Regions from separate parts of the Mus musculus genome. Here regions 2, 3, 4, 5 and 6 are each linked to region 1. A link is a contact called in public HiChIP or PLAC-seq and promoter capture Hi-C data. All regions are on one chromosome and are shown on one strand. The core of a region is the stretch at or near the end of the contact, and the rest is flanking DNA. Distances in the headings are between cores, read along the strand shown.

Region 1 (4,462 bases), core at 790-3,289:
CTATGTTTGTGGCTGGTAACTGCTGAGACTTGAAGAAGGTATCTGATCTTCTGGAACTGATGTTATGAATGGCTGCCAGCTGCCCTGTCAGTGGTGGGAACTGAACCCACATCACCTTGAAGAGCAGCAAGCGCTTGTTTATTATCTGCTAAGCCATCTCTTCAGCTCCCATCATTTCCAATGTCACTGGAACCTCTCACCACTCCTAACTCAGTCGCTCAGAAATACCTAGTACATTTGGTCCTGTCTGCTTTCTCTTCACCTTCCAGGCCTCTCCATTCTGTTTCATGAGTGAGCAGGTCTGGCTTATCATTGAGCTAAGGCTGTAAGAAAAAGATTCTTCAGACACACTTGGATTTCTACCACAGTAGGCTCTGTAAATAAAGACAAAAAATAAATAAATAGATTTCTACAAAAGATCCTCCAAACTCCGTAGGGAGATTTTTCAGCTAGTGCACGCAGGGAGCTCCAAGGATGCAGCTTTTGCAATTGTCACCCCGGACAGAATGCGCTTTTTGATGATGCAATGCCTTTGAGTCACCCCTGCTACTCCTCTATGTAACCCCAGTAAACTAATTCACCGTCTCACTAAAGCTAGATGAGGCTGGAGCTATTTCTTTGGTCTGTTGTCATTTGCCTATTAGGGATTTAGAGAGCTTTCCATCTCCCTATATCAGGACTCTTCCTTGAGCAGTACACCTTTGTATTTTAATTCAACGATTCCTTCCGATACGTCATGTAAGACAACACTCTACTACCTCCAAACTTGGTAGTCTCCACGAGGCCATACCCGCAGCAGTGGATTTTGTCCAAAACAAATTAATCATCATTAACATGTTAAAATCTCTGCTTTGAGTATACCATGAGGCTTTAGTGGGGCATAGGAACTCCTTCATAACTTGCCTTGACGTCCCTGTTTTCTTCTCTAGTGACTCCTTCATCCAAACAAGGACTACTCTGTAATTTTCAAACACACTGCCCCAAGTCCTTAGTGTAGAAGAGAAATAATCCAAATCAGGGAATACAGTGAAGGCAAACGATTCTATCCTACCATCCAACTCTCTTGGAAGAGCTGATCAATAAGTATGACAATTTCAGATAAGGTACAATGGAGACGATGAAATAGAAGTTAGGTGTCAGCTTATAGATGTACTGCTCAGTAATGGCCTGAGAAGGTTAAAATTAGACTTAAATGATGAAGAGCAAGGTATGCAAAGATATGCACAATAGCATTTTCACACACGGAGAAAAGCCTCCTGCGACTGAGAACTAGCTTGATATTCCCAAGGTTACGAGTTACCTGGTGCATCTGAATGCTATTATTTTTCTGTATTTTAAAGACAAAAAATGATCTCGTGCAGGATTCTGAGTGAAAACGATCAGGTTCTAGTTTAGGTTTTAAAAACACCTTTCAGGTAAGCGCGAGGACCATCTCTATTCCTGAAACGACTATTTACTGGGACAGTTTCCAGAATCCTGGGAGTGAGGCTGAGACCCGTCACCCCAAACCCTTGTCCCTGCATCCCTTTCTGGCGAGATTTGGGAGTCTCTGACGTGGCGCTTCTACGTGAAGAAGCCACTTTCGGCAGCTCCCGCCTCCACCTCCATCGAGGGTCAAAGCTCAGTGAGAGCGGGCTGGAGGCGCGCCGGGGAGCTGACAAACCTAGGGTCCACAGGACAGTGTCATGGAGAAGGCTTCCCACTAGCGTGAACGGACTCGCAGTCCCAAGTCACCCACACCAGGGAACCCGCGGTGGAGAGCGCGGGGCGCGAGCTACAGTCCCGGCAGCCTCAGCACCGGCTCGGATCCTTCCGCCCCGCTCTCTCACGTCCGTCCCCGCGGCCCGGAGCCCCGCAGCTGCCCACCCAGGGCCCGAGCTAGATCTCCGTTAGAGTCCGAGGTCCATCTTCTTATCCCATTCCGGGAGACGGGCTGCTGCGGGCTCCAGAGGAGAAAGGGACTTTTTGAGAAGAAAAGCGGAGGCAGACGATGAAGGGAAGGCGAGCTCAAGAAGGCGATTTTCGCGCGCTTTGTCGCGGGGGGTTGTGGGTAGCTCGCCGGGAGGGAAAAGAAAACCCCGAAGCCGGTCGCGCCGCCCGTCGGGCCGGAGGGGGATATGTTCGAGGACGAGCCCCACGCCGAGGGGGCGGCGGCGGTCGCCGCGGCCAGGGAGGCGCTGCAGGCCCTGTGCCAGGAACTGAACCTGGACGAGGGAAGCGCGGCCGAAGCCCTGGATGACTTCACGGCCATCCGCGGCAACTACAGCCTAGAGGTGAGCGGCGGCAGGTGGGCGGCGGCCCCGACCCTCGCCAGGCCCCACCCCCGGCCCGCCCCCGCCCCAAGCCTATCGGGCGGTGGGAGTTCCCCACCTACGAGGGTCTCCGAGGAGTGCGGGGAGGGAAGGGTGGGTGTAGCTCGGCCAACCCACCCATTTGGATTGAGGCGGGAAACCGAAGATCGGAAAGTGAGCCGCCGGTTCTGCGGGGGTTCCCTAGGCTCCCAACTTTCAAACTTGATTTCTGCGCGCCGCCCAGTGCCCCAAACGGCGCGGTGCTGCCGTTAAATCGATCAGACCTGATCCCGCGGTAAAATGAATTACTCATCGCTGCTCAGCCCTTTGATTATGTCTTCCCCAACTCGTTTGAAACACCACTGGATCCCCATTCCACAGAGGGAGAAAGTGGGGTCGGTAAGAAGTTAATTTAGCGCCCAAGGTGACGCAGTTTGCCATGCAACCTGGTACAGCAGTTTGAGCCCTTTAACTCCTCCATTCTTCCACCTAATCGAGTGTAGCAGTTAGTTCGTTTATACCATGCACTGTAGTTAGATAGATCAAAGTCAGCACACACAAAGCTCTTCTCAGCCCCACGTTCCTCTCTGCCAGGCCGTTGCTCTAACGATTGATGTGGTATCTGGCTCTGAATAAAATAAATGGTGCTTGTTATCATTATTAGGTATTCCCAGTAACACACACACATATGTTAATGATATATATGTGTGTGTGTGTGTGTGTATACATATATATATATATACCCAGGGGGTATCGAGACAGACTATTTCAGCATCTAACTGAGATGTACAAAAGCTTTCATTATACACATGGGCAGGATTCACATATAGGATTCCTCTGACTCAGACTGCCAGCGAAATAATTGCTGGTCAGGGAGTAGGAAATAGGGAGCAACTGTTGTACACATGTCTATACTCCTATGAGAGAAAAGTACCTGAGACTACACACACACACACACACACACACACACACACACATATATAAAATTTGTCTTTACAGCAGGACAGTGACTACTATACCTGTTTTCTTGGTGGTGTTACAGCTCAACATCCTTTTTTTTTTTTTTAGAGAATTAGAGTCACTCTAATATAGAAACCCAGATTGGTCATAAGCTTAGTGTAGAAGTAGACTTGTATTGGCATGTGTGTGGAATTCATGTCCATGCATTCAGCAGATCAAGAGTCTTTGGGGAAAATTACATTTGTCCTGAGCATGAACAGACTTGTCATTCCACAAACAATGTAATGTTATTTATATAGCATTTACATCAAGTAATCTAGAGATGATCATAGGTTATGTGCAAATGCATTGCCATTTTAAATCAGGGACTTAAACATCCTTGGATTTTGCTATCTTCTGGAGTACAGGAGCCATCCCCCAGGGGGTATGGAGACAGACTATTTCAGCATCTAACTGAGATGTACAAAAGCTTTCATTATACACATGGGCAGGATTCACATATAGGATTCCTCTGACTCAGACTGCCAGCGAAATAATTGCTGGTCAGGGAGTAGGAAATAGGGAGCAACTGTTGTACACGTGTCTATACTCCTATGAGAGAAAAGTACCTGAGACTAACTCACATGTTTTCAGCAAAAGGCAGAATAGACTTAATGAAAGATAGTGATCTACAAAAGAAGGTTCATAACCGGAAAACGGGGAGAATCTGAAAGTATGAGAGAGCTGGAGAGCTGGCCTGGCAGAGAACGTGCTTGCCGAGCCCCTGGATCCCCAGCAGCCACATACAAGGCAGGTGCAGTGGCAGTGTGGGCTGTAACCCAGGGGGGTTACAGGTAATGAGACATGGAAGGGTGAAGACAGGCAAACCCCAGGAGTGCTCTGGCCTGCTCCGGATTCAGTTAGAGACTGTCCTAACAGGCTGAGAATGATAGATGAAGTCACACAACATCTAACTCTGGCCGTCACTCATGCATACATGAATGGGTGAGTGCATGAACATACATGCGCACACACATATGCTATTCAAAGGAAATTTTAATGACATCTCAGTTGAAAAAAATATAAAAAATATATTTTTATATGTATATAATATATACTATATACATGTAATATATACAATACATATATATTATATGTATATATTTTGTTTTGTTTTGTTTTGTTTTTTGACTCCCTGGAAAAGCATTCAGAAACCCCAGGTCTTATTTGAT
Region 2 (4,462 bases), core at 877-3,376, 1.7 Mb after region 1:
ACCAAGGACTACCTCATCTTACAATTCAGACTGTCAAAACAAGGATCTTTAATTATTTAGCTACAAGAGTGAATCTGAGGTCTGAAGCAGCCAGCTCCTGCCATTTAATGTCTACTTAGGGCTTGTGACCCATCAACTCACCTGCTACACTGATCTTTGTCCAACTGACCATATGCTTAGCCCACCCTAAACTGAAAAACACATGCTCAGACATATGATCCAGAGCCAACCCAATCCTGAGGGGAGGTTTTAAGGCTCACTAAGCACATACAGACCTTGTAGAATAGACAAGGGTCTCAGCGAGGGAACAGATACTTTCTCAAGGAGACATCAACCCCTCTGAACAAATACACACTTCATTGAAATTGCACAAACTATATTAAGAAGGCAGAGCTTTTTCTGGAGGTCTCAGACCCCTCGGAAAAGCCCTGCTTATAGGATGCAGATGGCATTACCAGGCTAAGAAACAGGCTTTCCTCTAGGAGATAAAGACTTCACTAAAGATATCTGAACCCCGATGAGAGGGTTCAGTCCTCACTGAGGGCCTTCTACATACACTGACGGAGTGGACAGCACTCAGGCCACACAGATCTCATTGGCGACAAAACTCTCATTGGAATAGAAGGAGTCACAGAAACAATGATCGCTATAGACTCCAACAATAAGAACCTCTGTATGGGGAAGAAGGCATAAATAAGTTTGCCTATTGATCTGAAGACCACCATCCCTTATTCCCAATTCCACTGCCCAGCTCTGACCCTCCATTCTTCCTAAACCTTTCTCCTGCAACTGTTCCCTATCTACTGCTGCCCCCTGCTGTCTATAAGTAGCACTGCAGCTCCATGATCCATGGTAAATGCTAAAACAGTTCAAGTCACACTGAGCCTGGAGCCAGGGACCAGGAAAGAAAGGAATATTGTGTGTCCACAGCTTCACCAATCCCATCTCCCTACTTGTGGACTGAATAGTAGAAGTTTGGACTTATAACTATCATTCTTGGAGCTAGGAGAGTGGTTCCAGAGATGGGCTTGGCAAGTACAGAAACACATTCTCCTTCTTACCTTCCCCTCTTCTTTCTTTGTTTCTTTCCTCCTCCTCCTCCTCCTCCTCCTCCTCCTCCTCCTCCTCCTCCTCCTCCTCCTCCTCCTCCTCCTCCTCTTCCTCCTCCTCCTCTCCTTTTTTCTTCTTTTGATGCTGTGTGTCAAACCCTCACACAGACAAGCACTCTACCAAGGAGTTACTTCCTAAGTTCTTAGCCGTCTATCCTTCCCATCCCACCGCCCTGCTCTACCACACCATTATTACTTCTTTTACTTTAACTTCAGAACCACATCAAGCATTCTTTAAAATGCCAAAGAATATTAAGGTTCCAAAGGCCATGCTCTGGCCTACTGAATCGCTTTTCCTGGAGTGGAATCTGAGGATTTGCTTCTAAAGATTTTAAAGTTGGGGGTGGGCTTTCAGGAAGGGCCAATCTCCTATGCTGATACATCAGGGCAGTTCCAGAAGGAGTTGGGGTTTAAAAGAGAAATGTGAGCAATCTGGGGGAGGGAGGGCACAGGAAGGAGTGTGAGATCAAAAGAGAGGTTCAAGAGGGGCCTGCAGGTGAAAAAGCAGTCAGGATGAAGTAGGGGTTGGAGATTGAAAAGGAATCTTGGGATGAAATGAAGTCAGAGTCGTAAGTCAAAAAGAACACTGCGGGTATGAAGAGTAAGTAGTCTTAGTGGGGTCGGAAAAGTAGTTTGAGATCAGAAGAGGGGAATCTTGGCGACCACAGAGAAATTTGGAGTCCAGGAAGTGAGTGGTCCGAAGAGGATCTGAAATCAAAGAGAAATTTGCGCTCAAAAGTCAGTCTGTGGTTCTAGAAGCATATGGAATCTGGGCTGGATTCAGACTGGAAGGAGGAAGGGCCAGGGATTGTTTGAGGATCCCAGAGTAGCGTCTTCATCCTGGCAACCTTCCACTGTCCTCTGGGCTCCCATCCTCCTGCACCTGCCTGCAGGCTGCAATCAGTAGACTTTAAGCAGGCGGGGGCGAGTCATACTAGGACACTGCTGACGGTGGGGGCGCCCCCTCCCGGCTGTCCAGGAGCTCAGACCCCGCCCTCCGCCCTCGCACCCCCCTCTTCACTGCCACTTCCGGCAGGCGCTGCGCTGCTGGGGGTTAGGGCGAGGATGGCGGCTGAGAACGAGGCTAGCCAGGAGAGCGCCCTAGGCGCCTACTCACCAGTGGACTATATGAGCATCACCAGCTTCCCGAGGCTGCCGGAGGACGAGCCAGCGCCTGCGGCCCCACTGAGGGGCCGTAAGGACGAGGACGCCTTCTTGGGAGACCCGGATACTGGTGAGGCCCTCTGGCCCCATCCCTGCCCCGCCTTGGGGGGTTGAGGGTGGGGGCTGGTGTCCTGGTCCTCCTCCTCCTGTTCTGAGCATCCATTTCCAATCTCCCATCTCCTTCATTCATCCTCTGCATCCTGGACCTCTCCCCTTCTTCCTCAGCCCTGTTAACTGTCTGGTGGGAAAGGGGGTATTTTTGCCTTGGAGGCGTAGGATGCGACACGGGAGGGGATGCAAGGACTGCAGCAGGAGAGATTATGATTACCTTTTAGGAAGAACCTATTGAGAAAAAAGGGATGCTGGAGGGGAGAGCCTAAAGAACAGCTGTGGTCACCTAGTAAAAGCTTTTCTCTAGCCACAGAGGACAGGATAGAAAAGCCAAGTAGGAGACTGCAGCAGGCGGGATGGAGTCTAGATCTTCAGGAGAACTTCACCATAGCCAGGGATTATGGGAAGCAGAGTGTCCCGAGAAGAGCTGAGAATCTATCTCTTCATGTCCAGAGAGGGGTAAAGAAAATGTGATTCCTCTCTGTCTGGGGATTCTGGGTATTGGGAGACAAGGGGATGGACGGCATGACCTCTCAAAGTCCTTGGGGACTACAGTGCCTTTGCTGTTCTGTGGATTACCCTACCCCTTCCAGAGATGGGGATCTGGCCCGGATGTTAGTCAGGTCGGTAGGAGCTTCTGGTCAGCAACAAGATCTGTGTTCTCCACCCTCTGCTGAAACTGAAGGAGATGGAGTTTGGGAAGGAAGCTGGGCTTGAGAGAGGGAGCTGGGGACCAAGAGATCCGTTGGTATTCCTCCCCTATTGCTATCTCTCCTGCCCATGTGGTCCAGCTCTGTGCTCCCCACCATTCTTTATCCAGCATCCCTCTGCCCTCTTTCCTTCAACGTCACTTCCTGGCACCAGAGCATTCTTCTGCTCCCTGACTTCCTCCTGGTGGTGCCTGCACTTGAGCTATATCCCTGTCTATACCGGAGGATGCTGCTCCGGCCCTTTCTAGCCTGGCTCTTCCATTGTCACTCCCAGCCTGGCGACTGAAATCCTCTCCTCTGCTTCCTGACCACCAGAACCCACCAGCCTGACTGGATCTCACTTTACCTGTGATGGGATTAAGAATGGGCTGTGTAGACTTTGGGACCTCAAATGTCAGAGCTGCCTGTCAAAACTAATTTTCTTGGGGGGGGGGCGCAGGGTAGCCTTGGCGGTACAAGAGTGGATGTGGGAAAGGATGTCCTGGTGGAACCTTCTGGTCATCTATTGACACCAGCCACCTGGTCAATTTGGGTTTTCTATTCAGAGATTAAGAGCAGTACAGCCGTGACTTACTACAGTTTAGTGGGTGTGCCTACCCTGTACTGGGCTTTCCTTTTCTCCTCCACCTCTATAAAGCATATCCAGATAACAAAGCAGGACCTTTGATCTGTCTTCTTCTGGCCCCCGTTAAAGGTCACTGCTTTATTAAAAAGCCTGTGGTTATTTATTTGGGCTTACTGTTGTCTATGAGGCCTCGAAAAGCAGGGAGTGTGGCTTTTTCATCCACTATTCTTTCTCCAGAATTCAGCACAGTGTTGGGCACTCAGTAAATGATTATTGAATGAATAGATGAAAGGGAGAAGCTGGCAAGATGAAGTGCTGATAGGGGATGGAATTCCCAAACCTCAGGAATGCCTTGGGGGAGTTCCGTGTAGGCATCATACTGGTGTGGGTGGAAATTCAACAGAGAGGGGATGGAGGTATAACTCGGTAGAACACTTGCCTAGAAATTCAGCATAGAGACTGGTTACCCAAGCTCCCGGGAACTTAAACTTGACCGCAAGGGTGGACACCAAGGTTCTCAGGACTTGCCTGAGATCATTACAGTATGAGCATTTTGGTGCCATGTCACCTAGGCCTGTTTCCAAGTCCCAAGACTCTTTTGGTCCAGCTAGAACAGCTTGTAGGCTGTCATGACCTTCTCTGTTCTCAGCCTAGTAGTGCCACCTAGTGGCACTGCCCTGTCTTCTTAGCCAGGACCTTGGTTGGGATTGGGTAGCCTGGGTAATAAAGGGTCCATTATGGAATAGTTGATACCCATGCACCCCACAGCAGGCCCCGGAGAAAAGAGAGTGAGTCCGTGACTG
Region 3 (4,462 bases), core at 1,051-3,550, 1.2 Mb before region 1:
CACTTCCCCCCACATGGCATCTTCCAGGTCAGCCTGCTTAATTTAGTGAGATCCATCTCAAAGTTAAAATATATATATATATATATATTTTGCATTGGTGTTTTGCCTGCATGTATGTCTGCATGAGGGTGGGCAATCTCTGGGAACTGGAGCTACAGATAGTTGTGAGTTGCCACGTGGATGCTGCAAATTGAACCTGAGTTTTCTGGAAGAGGAGTCAGTACTCTTAACTGCTGACCTATCTCTCCAGCCCCTCAAAATTAAATTTTAAAAGAGGGCTGGTGTTTGGGCTTAGTGACAAAGCAATCACCTAGCGGGGGTGAAACATTTAGTGCTGGTTTAACCTCCAGTATCCAGAAAGAAAGAAAACTCCAATATGATGACATCAGTTGCCTTCTCATTGCTCTGTAAGATACGCTGACAAAAGCGAGCTGATCGGGAAGGAAGCTATTCTGGCTCCCAGTTGGAGGGTACAGTCTATCATGGGAGAGGGGTTCTGGTTGAGATGGCTGGTCATGCTGCATTCAAAGCTGGGACACAAAGAGTAACAATTGCTACTGCTCAGCTAATTCTCCACTGTTCAGCTCAAGACCCCAGACCAGAGAATGGTGCTGTCCACACCCAGTTAAGGTGGGCTTTCTCATCTTGTTTGGTATAATCTAGATCATTCCTTTACAAACAAGCCCAGCAGCTAACTTAATCTTGGTGTCCCTAACAGATGTGCCTAGCCTATTGTCTTCTAGGTGATTCTGAATCCTGTCAAGTTGGCAATATTAACCATGACAATGCTGACACAATATCTTGTTACAGTATTAAATTCATAAAAATACATCTACCTTTTGCCTTAATTTCTTAAAAAAAGATTTATTTATTTAATGGATAGGAGTACACTGTAGTTGTCTTCAGACACACCAGAAGAGGGCATCAGATCTCACTGTAGAAGGTTGTAAGCCACCATGTGGTTGCTGGGAATTGAACTCAAGACCTCTGGATGAGTGGTCAGTGCTCTTAACCGCTGAGCCATCTCACCAGCCCTAAAAAATATATATATATATATTTAATATATATTTAATATATATTTATATATATATTTAATATATATTATATATATATATATTAAATATACTTATTTAATATATTTAATATATAATACATATTTAATATATAATATATATTTAATATATATTTTAATAATATATATATATATTTTTTAATGGTTTTTTGAGACAGGGTTTCTCTGTATAGCTCTGGCTGTCCTGAAACTCACTTTGTAGACCAGGCTGGCCTCAAACTCAGAAATCTGCCTTCCTCTGCCTTCTAAGTGCTGGGATTAAAGGTGTGCGCCACCACGCCTGGCTTCCTTCCTTCCTTCCTTCCTTCCTTCCTTCCTTCCTTCCTTCCTTCCTTCCTTTCTTTCTTTCTTTCTTTCTTTCTTTCTTTCTTTCTTTCTTTTAATGCTATGCCTGCGAGTGTTTTGCCTGAAATACTATGTGTACCACTTTTACAGGCAGTGTTTACAATGTACAGAAGAGGGCGTCATATCCCCTAGAACTGGAGTTACAGACAAACATTAGGCTCTCTGTATGAGTACTGGGAATTGAACTCAGGTCCTCTGCAATTGCTTTAAGTCACTGAGCCATCTCTCCAGCCCAGACTATCTTTTGTCTTTAAGTCACCCTTAGAGGCGGAAGAGATGGCTGGCTCAGAGGTCATTTGGACTCTTTCAGTGGAGTTCCTTCTTCAGCCCCAAGGGCAGAGCTGCTGTACATAGGGCCAAGAGCCACATTTGGCCTAGGATCCAAGCAGAGTTTGGGAGTATGAAGACTTGGAAACACGTGAGCTCCTTCTCAAACATCTGTCTCTCATCTGTTACTTGGATCAGGACTTTTCTGGTTAAGGGAATCGTCCCATCGGCCTTATGATTTTTAGGTAGACTTTTAGCAAAGCATTCATTCTTTGCTCTCATCCCTTCCACATGCCAGTCTCAAGCCACTACTGACCTCGTGTGGTGGTGTTTAAAGTCATCATTTGTTCCTTTGTGACACCACTGAGCCATGTGCTGTGGAATCAGTAGTTTGTAAGAGAGGTCTGCTTCAGAACAAACAGAAAAAATACGGCAAACGAGAGACAGTTTCCTCCTAAAACGTATCATTGTTTAAAAAAAAAAAAAAATTAACTTAATATGTTCAAACAGTTGTTAGTCTCCTCTCCTCGTGGGGGCGCTGGAGGGCCCGCCGCTCGGAGATGCTGCTCTAGGCTGCAGCGTGCTTTGTCATTTGTTCTTCCGCCAGCGCCCATCGTGAAGACCACAGTTTCCTGTCGCGTGGATGTGTTTCCTCTCTGGCCATTGCCATCCGCCCAAATCTACAGACATCCCGCATGTTCCCGGGCTCGTCTCCCCAATACAGGGCACCAAGGTGAGTGCAAGGTGCATGGGCAGCGCCGTTTCCTCCATCAAGGAAACCGGGCTGCGGGCCGTCGGTGGGCGGCTGGTCTGCTGGGTCTAGAGGAGGGAGGGCCTCAAGCCGCGTGCTTTTCACCGTCTGAGTATCTGAAGCCTCAAAGCCATGTCTGTCGCCTACAAAAAGTGGGTCGGTGTTTACGACCTGTGTCCCATGTTTTTAGCATCCTACCAAGGCGAATCCATTGACCAGGATTTAAGTTGAGACTCCCCCAGGACCCCGGGTGCAGCATCTGGGTCCCCCTGCCCCGCCCTGCCTTGCGCCGCAGCCGCTTCCGTTGTCCTGCCAGGCTGTAGACTGCGCAGCCCTCCTGGAGACAGATGGAAGCTCCTTGGGTCGACAGATTACAGCTTCTGGAACCCCCTACTCCCTTCAACTCCGAGATGGACACCCACTGTCCAGGGAGAGGATGCCTGGGTAAGTGCTCTGCTATTCGGGAGCAACTTGAAGCCCGGGTGCCTGTAATTGGCCTTCCCATGGGTACCAGCAGAGGGGTGGTGTGGAGTTCTGATTACTACTTTTGAGGAGGTCGACAAAGCCACTGTGCAGAGAGAAGCTCGGTGAGGGCTCGAAATAACCAAGGGCAAGATTCTGGGGACAGTTCTGTTCCATGTTGCATAGTGGGGATTACAGAGGAAAGGGGGGGGTGTCTATGCTCCGTGGTTTGCTACCTGGCAGCTTTTGTGTTTGGGATTCTGGGTGCTTTCCCAGGTAACTGGGTGCTGTTCATGTGGCTCACCTGGGCTTATTGTATTTGCAGAAATAACAGCTGGGATCTACAGTGGCCAAAGAGTTGTCTCCGTCTTGCTACATCGACAAACTGGTGCTCCTGAGTGAGGATTGTGCCCTGGGATGGGGGATTCAGTTTCTTCATTTATAGTTGGAAGTGGGTGAAGGTGAGGTGAGGCTGGGTTCTTTGAGGTGTGCCTGCTTGTTGCTGTACCCACTTGGGATCTGTGTCTTGTGTGTCCTGTGTTCCCACTGTCGCTTCTGTACCCTTCTGCTTTACTCTGGTGGGTGGAGAGCAGAATGGAAAGGAGCCAGAAGATTTTGGGGGTCATATGCACCATCCAGATTTCAGCCACTGCTCTCTGCTGGCTTCCGGGCCTTGTCTGGTTCTTGATTTCCTCATCTGAAAAATGGGACTACCTCTGTGACATAAGAGTCCTGTCACCTCAGTTCTGCCAGCTGGGCAGGTTGCATTGATCTAAGACAGCAAGTGCTGAGCCTACTGCAGGTCTCGTGGCCAGTGCTTATTAGAACTGTCACCTCCTCCCGGCCAGTCTTCCGAGCTCTCCTTAAGGAACAGCTGTTGCTCAGTTAGGAGCAGCCTCTTTCCTTTGTTGGCTGTCTGGCTGTTGCCTATCTGTCCATCTCTTTCCAGTTTAACCATTACCCAGCTCTTGGCCATAGTCTTCCTTGCCCTCTGCCCCTGTATTCGAAAGTGATTGTGGGCTGCCTGTGCCCTGGTCATTGATACTGCAGGGAGAGGATTTGGAAAGCCTTTCCCCGTGTTTGGAGGATCCACACTCGTCCTTGCCAAACCCTGGTGCTTTCCCACATTGCCCGCTGCCTGCCGTTCTGGCACTTCTGGGAAGCAAAGGTAGGGAGCTCAGACGGTGGCTGCTTCCTTCAGATCCTTTCTCAGCCTCCACACCCAGTTGTCACTTCTTCAGGACACTTGAGACCGTGTAGAAAATGTCCTGTTGCTTGACTTCTAGAATGCATCTTGCTGTGTTCTGTTAGTCAAGAGGCAGGGTTCTGACTGAACAAATGAACGATCAAGGGGCAGTCACTTTCTGTAAGGCATTGTCGTGTGTCAACTGGGTAAACAGCCTGACAGGGAGGCCCAGGAGGGAGCAAATTTGCCGTTTTGCCTCCTTGAATTCTTCCCTCATGGCCTGCTTTTGACTCTTGCCTTCGGTAGCCACTTCGGAAGCGTTTTCCTCTCCACTCTGACAACAGGCAAGAGTGAGGGTCCAACAATACAGAGGAAGTAA
Region 4 (4,462 bases), core at 1,183-3,682, 1.1 Mb after region 1:
TGTCTATAAACATTGTTCCTGGATATATGTATACCACATACATGCTTGGTACTTGTGGAGGTCCTCTGGAAGTGAGCTTATAGTTTGTACAACAGGTGCTACGAAGTGAAGCCAAGTACTGCCCCGTCTTTCAATCAATTGGCACAATATGCATTGTAATGAATTATTTAGCCTTTTAGCAGATAGCAACTGTAGGAGGCTGTGGATTGGAACAAGGGAACTTAATTATGAATTCAAAAAAAATAAAGTATGACCTACTTGGGTGTCTAAAGCTTGCCAACCAATATATCTTACATCCTAGATGTATCAAGAGAAAAATAACAAAATTGTTTCTTGAATAAGATGTTCAGTAAAGCGTTTTGAATTGTCAGTTGTTATTACCTAATGACATTCTGAAGATCAACCAGAAAAACTCACCAAGGCTAATCAGGTTTGTATTCTTGGCCATCACAGGGGTAAGGTAACAAAAATTCCTGTAAGGAATTTTGTTAGCAACCTAGATAATTAAAATGTTCAATGCTGAGGCTGGTGATGTTTTTCTGAACTAGACAATCTCATACAATGTGCTGTTAACAGGATACCTGTTAGTAAGCAACTAAAGTTTATTTAATTGGTATGCTGGACAGGTTTAACGACGAGTCTCCATCTTCAGAGTGTTTGGATAAAGTGTGTGTATCAACAAGCCTGGGTAGAGATTTGGTTATTTGTCTCCAGAAGACAGATCATAGTTAGAATGAAACAATTTTGGGTCACCATTGAGATGGGTACTGGGACTACCAAACCTTTGGGTCTAGGATAAATACTAGGTAAAAATAGACTGATATAACGAGAAGAAAACAACTTTATTATTGTACAAGGGTCGAAATGGATGGGGAAGTTTAGGTATTGCAGGGCATCCTAGCCCTAATTAGCATCGTATGCCCATTCCAATGGCCATGAAAGTGCCAAACGTGCCGCCACTCTGCATCATGGTTTTCCCAATGCCGCCCATTAGCTCCCGACCCCGCATTCCGATCCTGAGGAGGAAACCAAGAAAGCAATTTGGGAATACAATTACAGGAATAGAGATTTGAACTAAGTACCCCCCTTTAAAATCTGTTGAATATATTAAGCACTAACAGCTTGACAATCTCATTTGTCATTCTTAAAATGCTACTCTTCCCCACATAGGATTAGCAATGACAAGGAAAATATCTATCTAGGGTCTCTAGGACCTGTGCTGAATGCTGCATTAGTTTGTAGATGCAGAGATAATGAAGTACATGGGCAAGAAAGCAGTCGTGTTTGTGCCTCTATGGTATTTTATCATTGAGTAGCCAGTTTTCTTCTAGATAATTCCTTAGTGTTTTGTTTTGTTTAACCTAGATTGAGTCAAGCGCTGCAATTTATAAACTGCATAAAGTGTAAAATGGACATTACAGACTCGGTAACTACACTTTTTAATTTATTATTTATTATTATTATTATTTATTTTGAGACGGTTTCTCTGTGTAACAGCCCTGGCTGTCTGGAACTCACATTTATATACCAGGCTAGTATCGAACTCAGGAATCTGCCACTCCGTCCAGAGTGCTGGTGGATTTAAGGTGCTCACAGCTAATGCTCGGTGGTTAACTACAGTACTTAGCACTACAATTAAACTAGTGCTGGGTAAATAGTAATTTATAAGCACAGTATCCAAATGTGATAGCAGTTTATCTCAGAGGTAGAATATTTCACTACACCTAATTCTCATCAGGCTTGCTTCATTACATGCAGTTGGGAGTTAAAACGCCATGCAACAATAATAACCCTTCGCTAAGTAATTACGACGTGCCAGATAATGTAAATCATACTAATATGATTGGCTCTTACAAAAGTGGAGGTAAGTGTCCAGTACTCCACTAAACTCAATAACACTGAACTAACAAAGGAGTCAGAAAGCCATTTTGACTTTAGAACTCAGATCCGTAAATCCTGTGCTTTCAACCTCGTCTGAGTGGGCTCTGGAGCCCTCGGAAGGCAGGAAGTTCTGTCCGCGAGGCTCACCTGAGACAGGAGAAGGTGCCGAACAGCGCCCCGGCCGCCATACCCACTGCGCAACCCATGACGAAGCCCATCTTCACGCGGTCGAAGCAGCTGGGCTGGGACTGCCCGTAGGGACCCACGGCCACCGGCATCTGCGGCGAGAGTGCTAGGACAGTGAGGGCCTGGTCACCAGCCGTGGCGTCGGCCAGGGGACGCACAGCAGGGTCACATAGCACCCGGGTCAGAAGCCAGCCCGCGGCACGCCTCCACCACCCTCGCGATGGAGGACCCCGCACGCGCGACGCAGGCCACTGTCGGGCCCCACCTCACCTCGTTCTCCGCTGCGATCGCTCAGCTCGACGTCTCACTCCGAATGCTAGGCGGAGGGCGCTCGCGGTCCGTGGGATCGCTTCCGGAGCACAGCGCAGTTACTTCCGGGAGCATGGGCTGAGGACTTGCAAGCGCCGCGGATGGTGGGCTCTGTGGCTGGGAACATGCTGCTGCGAGCCGCTTGGAGGCGGGCGTCGTTGGCGGCTACCTCCTTGGCCCTGGGAAGGTCCTCGGTGCCCACCCGGGGACTGCGCCTGCGCGGTACGTTCCCTTTCCTTTTCGTTCCCACGGTTTCTGGAGGAGCGAACCCCCTTGGGTCGGTGCTGCTAAGCACTGCATTATTGCGGATCCTACCCGCCTTGTTCCATCGCCCAGTCTCTTAAACCTTCCCGTCGCCCGGTCTCCTATTTGTTTTCGGGAGGGCCCTTACATACTGCTCCGCACTTCCCTTGAGCGGAATTCTCATCCTTCAGTTCTCTCCTGACCAAGTCTTAAAGATGCTAGATGAGCTTCCTCCTGCCGTGAACCTTTGAAGGAACCTGCGCTTTTCACTTTTCTTCTAAATGGCTTTGCTTTTTACAGCTCGTCCCACTCGGTGCTATGTAGTTTAAACATTGCCCCCGACTGCTGCTGCCCGCGCCCTTTCCAAGAACCCTGTGTCTATTACTTAACTCGATGTCTTTCAGCGCGTGTTGTTGTTTGTTTACTTTGACACTGGACCTCCGCCTTCCTTAAATTCACCTCAAAGAAGCTTTGACCATCTGTTGTTTTGTGTGCCCTTCGTCCACGGTTTCTCACTTTGCCACTGCTATCTGTTGTTAGTTGTAGATCATGGCCCCCATTCGCCTGTTCACTCAGAGGCAGAGGCAGTGCTGCGACCTCTCTACATGGACGTACAGGCCACCACTCCTCTGGTAAGGACTAACAGAGGTTCTTTGTAGGGAGGAAAGGTTAGAAGGACAAATTTCACCGACAGGCTAAAATTCATCCGACTTGAGAACTATTAAATGTGCTAGGAAAAGGAGCTGCCAGGAATCAGGAGGCTAAGATGTTAGTTTAGTAGAAAAGGCTTTACTGTTTTTTAGCTACTGACCCTGTCAGATCCTTCCAGTACAGGCATTATAACTAATAGTAATTGCTCGGGTGTTGGAGCTGGACAGTGTGGCATGGGTAGTTTGAGTGAGCTTAAGACCAGCCTAAGCCACATAGGGAGTTTCAAACCTATGTTGTTATTTTGTTTTGTTTTTAATTTTATATATACACAAGGACACTGTAGCTATGCTCAGACACTCCAGAAGAGGGCATCAGATTCCATTACAGATGGTTGTGAGCCACCATGTGGTTGCTGGGAATTGAACTCGGGACCTCTGGGAGAGCAGTCAGTGCTCTTTAACTGCTGAGCCATCTCTCCAGCCCCCTCAAACTTTTGTTTGTTTGTTTGTTTGTTTGTTAAATGTGCCAGGCATTGGTGGCACATGCCTTTAATCCCAGCATGGGGGGCGGGGGCAGAGGCTGGCAGATTTCCGAGTTCAAGGCCAGCCTGGTCTACAAAGTGAGTTCCAGGACAGCCAGGGCTATACAGAGAAACCCTGTCTCAAAAAACCCAAAAAGAAAAAAGAAAAGAAAAGTGTGTATCAGCACACCTGGCAGGCTTATAAATATGAGGTCAGATTCAACTACATAAGACCTTATCTTTCAATAAGTAAATGAAAAAATTAAAGAAAGACTTGTGGGAATTGCAGAACATTGCAGTTTGAAGTGGGCAACCTGGCAGGCTTATAAATATGAGGTCAGATTCAACTACATAAGACCTTATCTTTCAATAAGTAAATGAAAAAATTAAAGAAAGACTTGTGGGAATTGCAGAACATTGCAGTTTGAAGTGGGCATATATCAGGTTGCTATTTGATTAGTGTCTGAGAAGTGGAAGAAAGCAGAGAGTATCTGAAAGGTTGGAAATGCACTGAGCAAGGTTGGCAGGTAATGGTGGCTCGAGCAGGTTCTGAATTGACTTTGGGCTCTGTTTTCTTCTGTTCAGGATCCCAGAGTGCTTGATGCCATGCTCCCATACCTTGTCAACTACTATGGGAACCCTCATTCTCGGACTCATGCATATGGCTGGGAG
Region 5 (4,462 bases), core at 766-3,265, 1.0 Mb after region 1:
TGCATGTATGTCTGTGTCTTGAAGGTGTAGGATCCTTTGGAATTAGAGTTACAATTGTGGACCATCACTGGGTGATGAGAATTGAACCCTGGCTCTCTAAAAGAGCAGCCAGTGCCTCTCACTGCTGAGTTCTCTCTTCAGTCCCCAGTCTAGCTTTTCAAGAACAAATTGTTTAACATACACATACACATTTAACATGCATGTGTTTGGCTTGCATGTAGTCTGTGCACCACCTGCATACCTGATGCCTGTGGAGACCAGAAGGCATCACCAGATCTGCTTAATGTAGTTGTGTGCAGCCAGTGAGTATTGGGAATCAAATCAGTGCTCTTACTCCTTTCTCTCCAGTCCCCCTTCTACCTTTTTCATAGCCTTTTACTGTGTGGCACGCGTTGTCCTTGACTTGGCAGCCCAGGACAGGACTATTAATTAAGGGCTCCTGTAGAGAGATAGAAGACAGAGAGGGGCTTGGTCTGACCTTAGTTAGGCAAGACCACTGCTTATTCAGGGTGAAGGGGCATCCCTGTCACCACTCACCCTATGGTTAACATTCCTATAGAGGAAGACAGGTTGTAGCCCCTTATAGGAGCAGAGAAGTTTCAGTAGTCCACAAGGGAAGTTGGAAAGCCTAATCTTTCAGCAGGAAACTATCAGTGATTTCATGCAGTGTGCCACATCTGAGAGAGAAAGCCAGATCAGCTAAATTTTTTGGAACTCATAAGGCTGACCTCAAATTCACAGAAATCCCCCTGCTTCTGTTTTCTGAGTGCATAACTATAGACAAGCTCTACCAGGCATGCTAGAAAAGTCACCTGCCAACTGTATTACATTGCCAGCCCCAAGAAGTTTCCTGTCATCATTCCACATGCTCTTCCTACTCCTCACGAGCTTTCAGGGAGAGTCCACCTGGACATACATCCCCTGCTAAACTTGGGAATTAGTGAATATTTGCAGTCTTGGCTAGTGTCAAGCTTATCCTTGCTACTAATTATAATATTCCCCCCTTGAGGAGGAATCGGAATATATGGAGAGCTTAATTTACTTGCTCAAGGTCACATTGTTGGAGTGGCTACACCAAGCAAGGTGTGACATTTTGGACCTTTTATACCCTCAATTATTAAGCTGCTGATAGGTTTCCAGACTGGTTTGATATTTTATTTCAAAACGTTTTCTATTATGTAAAAGTGGGAGAAAAAAAAAACCTTCCAATGATCACTCAGCTTCTCTACCACAGAATTAACCACTCCCAAATACACAAAAAGCAAACCAAATAAAATCCAACAAAAATTAAACAAAAGCGGTAAATTCACACAGTCAAAATCCTAGGGAAAAGTGAGGGGACCTTTTAAAGTCACAAACCACCCCGATTCAGAGCCCGACTAAATTCAGGGGTTAGAAAGCTACACACTGCGGTTTCTTCCCAGCCCGGCCACCGCCTCCGGTTTCCAAGGGTGTTGCGAAGCTTCACTATCGAGCCCACATCTAACTGGTGACACCAAACGACAAGAAAATCGTACTTTTTATTCCCATTCCCCTGTGTACAGCTCGTTCTTGTCTGCATGCGTTTTCACCACTGGTGGGTCTGGACACGACTGTCTTAGCCCACAGCCATATGTATTATAATAGGTTGCCTTATGGCGACCTTGACAGCCATCTGTGTGGGAGGGCGGGTGTCCGGGGTGGGGGTCGGCTCTGAGAGGGGAAACCTTCACACCCAGCGAGGAGATGACACCAGCCAGGATGACAGCAACGATGCACCACTCAGCAAGGAATCCTCCCAAAGATTGACAGTCAGGGCACCAACTGTCTTTGCCCGATAGAGGACGCACCCTCGCGAGACTTGGGTGCAGCTCTGGCGGGGGAGTCCGAGAAGCCTTTCGGAATTGGGGGAAGGGAAACTGTGATCATCTGTGGCGCAATCATTGCGCGAGATTGGGCCACGGTCGCCGGGAGCCGCGGTGAGAGATCTCGCGATAGTTCGTGCTTTCCAGTCTGGAACCCGGGGCAGTTTCTCGCGAGAGCCCGTGCTTGCGGCTCCGGGAGACCCCGGGTGTTTGTGTGTGTGTATGTGTTGGTGACTGTGAGTACGGAGGAGCAGCGGCCGCCATTTCAGGGAGCTAGCCGACGCTGTCGCAGGGGTGGATCCTGAGCTGCCGAAGCCGCTGCCCTGCTCTCCGTCGCGGGCTCCTTTAATCCCATTGTTTCTTTTAGATTCGCTTGGGCCTAGACGCCCTCGGGGCCCGATATTCGGGTTGGGCGGTACCGCGGCCTGGGCCTAGTGGCTTAACAGTAGCGACAGCAGCAGCGGCGGCGGCGGCGGCAGCCGACTTCCCGTGGCGAGCACAGGCGCGCGGAAGCCCGCACAGGTACGGGGCGTCGCGGCCGGCGGGGAGTGGGTCGCCTGCCCGAGCTGGGTGCTCCGCGATGCCGAGGCTTTTCGCCGCTTTGCTCGGCGCGCAGAGGGGGAGGGGGCCTTCCCGGTACGGTGGGGTCACCTCTCCTCGGCCGTGCCCTTCATCTCGGGCAAGGACGTCGTGGGCGTTTTTTGGTAGCGGCCGGGACCTCCGTGGGGACCTCGGTCAGATAAAGATCTGTCCTTCCGAGGGCCGGGGCTGGTCGCGACCTCCCAACATGGCGCCCGTGGAACGCCGCCGTGGTACACAACCCCTCCCAGCGGAGGGAGTCTCCCTCCGCCGCTAAAATGGCAGCGCGGGTTTTGTGCGGTGAGGAAGCGCTCCGCTGCATCCTTCCTGGGGGCGCTTTTAGCCGCTCGCGGGCGGGCTTTTGAAATTCGACCTGGAGTCCTGCTCCTGTCTTAGGTACAAGGAACGTGACACTTGGCGTACCCAAGGCAGCCTTGTCTGATGGGCGTCGCACAATTTTAGCCATCGTAGCGCTTTCAAAGGAGTTTTCTCAGGCTTTGAGGATGGGAGATCAAGGGGACATTTTATCTTATTTTATTATTTAGCAGAATTGCAGGTGTACTTACAGGACTGTCTTGTTCTTCCCCAGGCGAGTAGAGAAAATGGCAGACGATATTGATATTGAAGCCATGCTTGAGGCCCCTTACAAGAAGGTGAGAAAACACGCTAGTGAGCTTTAATATATTTCTTAATTTAGCATTATTCACGAAACTACTGCTGAAATGTAAACTAACCTTCCCGGAGCCCTCTTGATTACCTTATCAGAGATGCAATACGTGTAACTTACAAAAGTAAATATATGCTATTGATGTAATAATATTGTGCAGTAGTTTCACTTCAGCGTGATGAATAAATGCCCATCTATCTCTCTTTGTAGACTTGCCTAACGATATCTCACCTCTACTCCCATGAATTCACCTTTGATTCCAGTGTGAACTGTCAATCATAAGGTAGTAATTGAGTGACTTATCGCTGTACCGTGGTCCCCTAGGTAAAATGACTCAACTAAGAATTACCAGCTCCAGTTTGGTATAGCAAAAAGGTGAATGTAGTGGTTTGGGAAAACTGCAGGGGTCCAAGAATAATAAATTACAACCAGTCTCTGGCAAGTAAATCTTAGAAGTCTTGAAAGAAGAAATGGGTGAGATTTAAATTTTATTTTATATAAATAGATATAAGACTGGTGATAGTAAACCTGAATACAGGCAGGTATTGATCTGCTTTTCAGTTAATAATTATTAAGATTCTTGGATCCCTGAATAGAAATTGGCAAAAAAGAGGAAAAAAAACCAAGAAAAAGAACAGAAGAGAGAAAAGAAAAAAAGCAAGAGACAGTATCACAGCTTAGAGTCACTTGATGACTGTTTTACTGCTCTCCATAGTGTTTATTTTTAATTAGGCCCTGCCATAGCTTTTCACACTCAAAACTAGAAAGGAAGTATTTTGGCCAGTAATACAATATGACCCATTTCGGTATCACAGTAAAAGTCAGCACTCTTCATTCTTTGACCAGTTGGTGGTGAAAATAGCAGTGTGCATGCATGCATTGTCACTGGTGTCTCAGACCTTAAGCCTGGTAACTTAGAGATCCTACTATTGGTGATGTGTTCAAACTGTGGAATAAAAACATTGCGCTTAAACCGTTTATAAATAATACATTTGTCTTGGAGTGTAGCACGACCATGTGGTGCCTTTTGGATGAATTCTGATAGCTTTAAATAGTGTAATTTTGTAATGCTAGACTCTTGAAGCCATACTTTCTGTTTTAATGTTTCTTGTCTTAGTTTAACTTGGATATAATTCCATGTAAACAGGTATGGAAGTAGGAAATGTTTAGGCTGGACTGGTGGATTATTAATTAACTTTTCTTGGGTTCTTGGGAGTCAACATTACTAAAGCAGTGTGAATCCCTGTTTGCTTCAGGGCGAGATGTGTGACAGAGGTGGCATCAAGCTCTTACAGTCCCAACCCTCCAACGGAAATGGGCGAAGATCTCAGGAATGGCATCGGTCACAGGAAATCGATAGTGGCTGGCTGCT
Region 6 (4,462 bases), core at 509-3,008, 1.0 Mb after region 1:
CAGAAAAGCTACAAAGAAAAACAAACAAAGAGGGAGAAAGAAAAAGAAAAAAGAAAGAGAGAAAGAGACAGCCTGGCGTGGTGGCGCATGCCTTTAATCCCAGCACTTGGGAGGCAGAGGCAGGCGGATTTCTGAGTTCCAAGTCAGCCTGGTCTACAGAGTGAGTTCCAGGACAGCCAGGGCTACACAGAGAAACCCTTGGGGGGGCGGGGGGGGGGGGGGGGGACACGACACGGACTGTCTAGCTAGATGCCTCAGCACTTAAAGCCAAGAATGACCATCTGAGTTCGATCTCTAAGTCCCACAAATTGGAAGCAGAGGGATAACTTCCTGGAATTTGCACAGGCCAAATAAATATGGCTTTCAACTAGGAAAAAAAAAAAGGAAGCTGTGGGAAAAATGGGTGGGTGGGGGGTGCACCACATTTAGGAATGAAAGGATTCAGGAGAAAAGTGTGCCAGAAGTACTTGCTGCGCCCCAAAGGTGGTCTGTTTCCTGCTAAAAGAGGCGCATCTCAAACCTTAAAGGGACACTGAAAGCAAAGATACTCTCAGATAGGAAAACAAATCCCCTCCCCCCCCCCCCCGGAGAAACAAGGTAGCTTGGAGAACTCATCAAAGAGTGCAGCCCCAAGACATACTTAAGGACACGTTAGTGAAGCCCCTTACAGATGAAACTGCAAACTATGTGCCAGAAGCATCAGGATTTGGAGAAGAGCCTGAAAGGGGTGCGCATTCCACACTAAAGGACTAAGAAAAAAAGAACTGACCCCCACATTCACTAACTTCTGAAAACATACCAGAGCTGAGGCCTGGACAGAGGTCGTCCTCCCTGGAGTTGTGGGATATAATAATAATAATAAAGTATTAGATAACTTTGGTTAGTGACCTGATTTCTGAGGAACCTACTAACGGACTGGACCCCAAATTGAAAAGGGAAAACTGTTAATTAGGTTTGAATATAGGAGTGTTCCCTCAGTATGGGGGAGCAAAGAAAAGAGAGTATGATTTCAATCCGTTTTCAGGGACGGTTAGAAATCGAGAGAAAAATCCCAAGATTAGAGATTTTAAGAGTGGAGGGACGCCCAGATTTTCCAAACTACAGAGAAAGGGGACACTCCCATATACAGGGTCGTGAGGAAAGGGTGTGCTTCCCAGATCAGGATAAGAAAGGCACTTCACGAAAACCCGTCCCCGCGGCAGAGGCAGCAGCTTAGGCCTCCCCCTATCTCGCGGACTAAGCAGGGGGTGCAGCCTCAGCACCCATCCCCACCCCCACTGCCCCGTTCCGCGCCCCGGGCCCGCACCTCGCGGCCCAGCCCCCTCGGGCCCCGCTGATTGGCCTGAGCGGCCGTCATTCCCGCGGGTAGCCGCAGTGATTGGGCGACGCTCGCACGCCCGCCACGCTCTCAGCAGCGGTCCCCGGGCCTCCCTCCGGGGCTGGGTGATCCGGGGGCCAGTCGGGGAACAGGAGTGAGCCAGGGTCCCGCAGTGGCCGGGGCGTCCGTCCCCGGTCCCGCCCGCACAGCGCGCGCGCGGCACGGGGCCTGCCCCCAACACGGCCCCAACCAGCTGGCTTCGCGTCGCCGCGCCTCGCCACGAGCTCACCTCACGGCCCCGCTCCTGCTGCGCCGCTCCAGACCAACCGACAGAAGGACTGTGCGCGCTGCGCACCACGTGACCCCGGGGACGCGCCCAGCGTATCCCCCGCCCCCCACACACACGCACCATCTCCACCGCCGAGTGACGCAGCCTCCCTACAGCCCCGCCCCGGGCCCCGCCCCTCCCGGTCGCCAGGACGACAGCGCGAGCAAGCCACGCCCACCTCCCTGAAGCGGGAACGCCGAGTCCGCACTCACCCGTGACGGCTGAGGTCACCAGAAGCATTGGCCTGGGTGCTGCCTATGTACCCTCTTAGTTCTCCTTCTAAATGGTGGAAAGTCGCCCACCTCCCTCTACCCCGTCTGTCACCACGCTCCACGGAGATCGTAGTCTTTACAGCTCACTACTTTCCCTCTTCCAATCCGCTCTTCACACGCAAGAGCTTATCAGAACGACTTGTTCCTTCTCCAGAAGAAGAGCTAAATCTTCAAGATCGATTGTCACCAGTCCGCCCTCTGTGCTCTGCCCCTATCAAGTCCTCATCTGAACCTTCTCACCTCTGCCTTTGCTCTCTCTCATCCTTAGAAAAGGATTCCAACGGGAACTGAAAAGAAAAAGCCGAATTTTGTCTCTAGGGAGCAAGGTCCAAGATGCCGCCACAACAAAAAAGAGGTTTCTCCAGTGGGACTTAGCAAGTGCTAACGAGAAGTGGTAAAATTGCTATTTACTGAGGCGATCATGCTTTGATTTGACACTGGGAGCAACCAAACTTGCACTTCTTAAATTATGTCTAATCGCATCATGTCCCTACACTACTTGTCAATCTAAGCCTTTGCTCATCTAACCACACTTGATGCTGTTTTTGTTTGTTTGTTTGTTTGTTTCTGAAACAGTTTCAATATGTGTAGCCTTGGCTAGACTGGAAATCAGTGTATAGACAGGTTTGTCTTGAACTCACAGTGATCCACATTTCTGCCCCTGACATACTGAGATTAAAGTCATTGTTCACTGTTTTCGTGTAGTGCCAGCCTGTTCTACAGAGTGAGTTCCACCACAGCCAGAGCTATACAGAGAAACCCTGTCTCAAAAAAAAAAAAAAGTCATTCTTCACACAAAAGCATAGCTCTCCAAGCAAAACATTTGCCCCCCCCCCCCAAAAAAAAAAGCCGGGCGGTGGTGGCAGCGTACACCTTTAATCCCAGTACTTGGGAGGCCAGCCTGGTCTACAGAGTGAGTTCCAGGACAGCCAGGAGTATACAAAGAAACCAAAAATAAAAAATAAAAATAAGATAAAATAAAAATTTTATTAGTAGAGCCCAGGTGTGGTGGCTCCTTTAATCCCATACATAGAAAATTCTAGGACAGCTAGGGTTATGAAGAGAAAGCCTCTCTCAAAGAGAACACTCTCTTACCTCTTATTCTCTTGCTCTTACTCTCAGCCTTCCCTACTCTCTTCCTCTCTCTGCCTTTCTACAATAAATGCCTTAAAACCAAAAAAAAAAAAAGGCCAGGCGTGGTGGCACAAGACTTTAATCCCAGCACTCAGGAGGCAGGTGGATTTCTGAGTTTGAGGCCAGCCTGGTCTACAAAGTGAGTTCCAGGAGGACAGCCAGGGCTACACAGAGAAATCCTGTCTCAAAGAAGAAAAACAAAAACAAAAACAAAAAATGAGAGAGAGAGAGAGAGTAAGAAAAAAAACAAAACACAAAAGCACAAAACAACAAGAAATTAGTAGAAACATTAAGTAAGTAGTTAGAGTAAAATGGAGTAATCTCAGCTGGAGGGCTTAAATGCTATGTGGTAGCATTCTTAGCCCTTCCATTGGTGGAGAATAGGGCTTTGTTAACTATACAGTTCATGGCTTGTCTTTTATTGGGATCCTAGATCTGACACACAGATGGGCCTTTAGAAGCCCAGGAGAAACCAGCTCTGAGACCTGCAACATTCCAAACCCTCCACAGTCACTGTTTTCAGCCATCTGAAGCTGGAGGCCTAGTTGGTTTTGTTATCAGGAATTCCTCACTGTGTGATCCACAGGACACCACCCTGACCCCTTTCTTTTGTAAACAATGTCTCTGGAGCACAGGCTGTCCCTTGGCCTTCCTGTCAGTTTCTCTTTTTGTCCATGGTCTTTAAAAGAATACTCTGGAGGCAGAGGGAGACACATGAGATCCAAGCCAGCCTGTTCTATACAGTGAGTTCCAGTCCAGCCTGGGCTACTGAGAGAGACCCTCTCTCTTCTTACATTTATTTGTTTATTTTAATGTGTATGTGTGTATACATGCCTAGAAGACTCATATGTGGAAGTCAGAATACAAGTTGTATGAATCTGTTCTCTCTATCTTCTGGATGCCAGGGCCTTTCTATACTTGTTTGTTTATTTATTTATTTATTTATTTATTTATTTATTTATTTAGGTGTCTCGGAACAAGGTTTCTCTGTGTAGTTCTGGCTGTCCTAGAACTCAGAGATCCACCTACCTCTGATTCAAAGGACTAGGATTAAATGCCCGGTTAAAGAAGATACTCCAGGGCTGGAGAGATGGCTCAGTGGTTCAGATCACAGACTGCTCGTCCAGAGGTCCTGAGTTCAATTCCCAGCAACCACAAGGTGGCTCACAACACCTCTTCTGGTGTGTCTAAAGACAGCAACAGTGTATTCATGTACATTAAATGAATAAATAAATTGTAAAAAAAAAAAAAAAGAAGAAGAAGATACTCCAGTTTTTTTGTTTGTTTGTTTGTGTGTATATGAATATCTTGCCTATATAGATTTCTGTGTACTACATGCATGCATGGTGCCTAGAGAGCTGGATTGAACCCAGCACCCAGAACCCTCTGGCCAGTGGCCAGTGCTCTTAA

Evidence for each region. Promoter capture Hi-C pulls out the DNA fragments that hold promoters and counts their contacts. HiChIP or PLAC-seq counts read pairs in DNA pulled down with a chosen protein or histone mark. Capture Hi-C pulls out chosen DNA fragments and counts their contacts.
Region 2: a contact with region 1 is called in a promoter capture Hi-C map of adipose tissue, with 4 times the contacts expected there. The contact joins the promoter of Ggt7 here to the promoter of Rbl1 in region 1. A contact is called at or near these places in 1 of 39 promoter capture datasets (pre-B cells) and 3 of 9 other capture datasets (adipose tissue, liver and pancreatic islet).
Region 3: a contact with region 1 is called in a promoter capture Hi-C map of liver, with 4 times the contacts expected there. The contact joins the promoter of Snhg17 here to the promoter of Rbl1 in region 1. A contact is called at or near these places in 1 of 39 promoter capture datasets (liver) and 2 of 115 datasets of contacts at active chromatin or transcription factors (embryonic forebrain and embryonic midbrain).
Region 4: a contact with region 1 is called in a promoter capture Hi-C map of pre-B cells, with 5 times the contacts expected there. The contact joins the promoter of Nfs1 here to the promoter of Rbl1 in region 1. A contact is called at or near these places in 2 of 39 promoter capture datasets (cranial neural crest and pre-B cells), 1 of 484 Hi-C or Micro-C datasets (pro-B cells), 3 of 115 datasets of contacts at active chromatin or transcription factors (embryonic forebrain, large pre-B cells and pro-B cells) and 1 of 9 other capture datasets (liver).
Region 5: a contact with region 1 is called in a promoter capture Hi-C map of pre-B cells, with 4 times the contacts expected there. The contact joins the promoter of Rbm39 here to the promoter of Rbl1 in region 1. A contact is called at or near these places in 3 of 39 promoter capture datasets (the C10 cell line, pre-B cells and second pharyngeal arch cranial neural crest), 4 of 484 Hi-C or Micro-C datasets (the MNK3 cell line, Th1 cells, centroblasts and 1 more) and 1 of 115 datasets of contacts at active chromatin or transcription factors (thymic regulatory T cells).
Region 6: a contact with region 1 is called in an H3K27ac HiChIP or PLAC-seq map of large pre-B cells, with 2.3 times the contacts expected there. The contact joins the promoter of Phf20 here to the promoter of Rbl1 in region 1. A contact is called at or near these places in 1 of 39 promoter capture datasets (the C10 cell line) and 1 of 115 datasets of contacts at active chromatin or transcription factors (large pre-B cells).

The regions. Positions count from the first base shown.
Region 1 is chr2:157,202,111-157,206,572 of GRCm38.p6, reverse strand. Rbl1 (RB transcriptional corepressor like 1) reads left to right here and starts at 2,039. Exons shown (of 22, transcript NM_011249.2): 1 at 2,039-2,273. The coding sequence starts at 2,118.
Region 2 is chr2:155,512,510-155,516,971 of GRCm38.p6, reverse strand. It overlaps Ggt7 (gamma-glutamyltransferase 7), which reads left to right and starts at 2,126. Exons shown (of 15, transcript NM_144786.2): 1 at 2,126-2,343. The coding sequence starts at 2,175.
Region 3 is chr2:158,359,360-158,363,821 of GRCm38.p6, reverse strand. Snhg17 (small nucleolar RNA host gene 17) reads left to right here and starts at 2,300. Exons shown (of 6, transcript NR_027887.1): 1 at 2,300-2,417; 2 at 2,752-2,879; 3 at 3,223-3,358. It overlaps LOC115489589 (a small nucleolar RNA gene), which reads left to right and starts at 3,893; the gene lies at 3,893-4,024. RefSeq lists a cis regulatory region at 2,092-2,368.
Region 4 is chr2:156,142,156-156,146,617 of GRCm38.p6, reverse strand. Nfs1 (nitrogen fixation gene 1 (S. cerevisiae)) reads left to right here and starts at 2,432. Exons shown (of 13, transcript NM_010911.2): 1 at 2,432-2,598; 2 at 3,160-3,251; 3 at 4,376-4,462. The coding sequence starts at 2,478. Romo1 (reactive oxygen species modulator 1) reads right to left here and starts at 2,465. Exons shown (of 3, transcript NM_001164216.1): 1 at 2,338-2,465; 2 at 2,029-2,159; 3 at 824-1,016. The coding sequence starts at 2,159. The coding sequence ends at 908.
Region 5 is chr2:156,177,791-156,182,252 of GRCm38.p6, reverse strand. It overlaps Rbm39 (RNA binding motif protein 39), which reads left to right and starts at 2,015. Exons shown (of 17, transcript NM_001291114.1): 1 at 2,015-2,366; 2 at 3,013-3,076. The coding sequence starts at 3,026.
Region 6 is chr2:156,193,943-156,198,404 of GRCm38.p6, reverse strand. Phf20 (PHD finger protein 20) reads right to left here and starts at 1,758. Exons shown (of 18, transcript NM_172674.2): 1 at 1,608-1,758.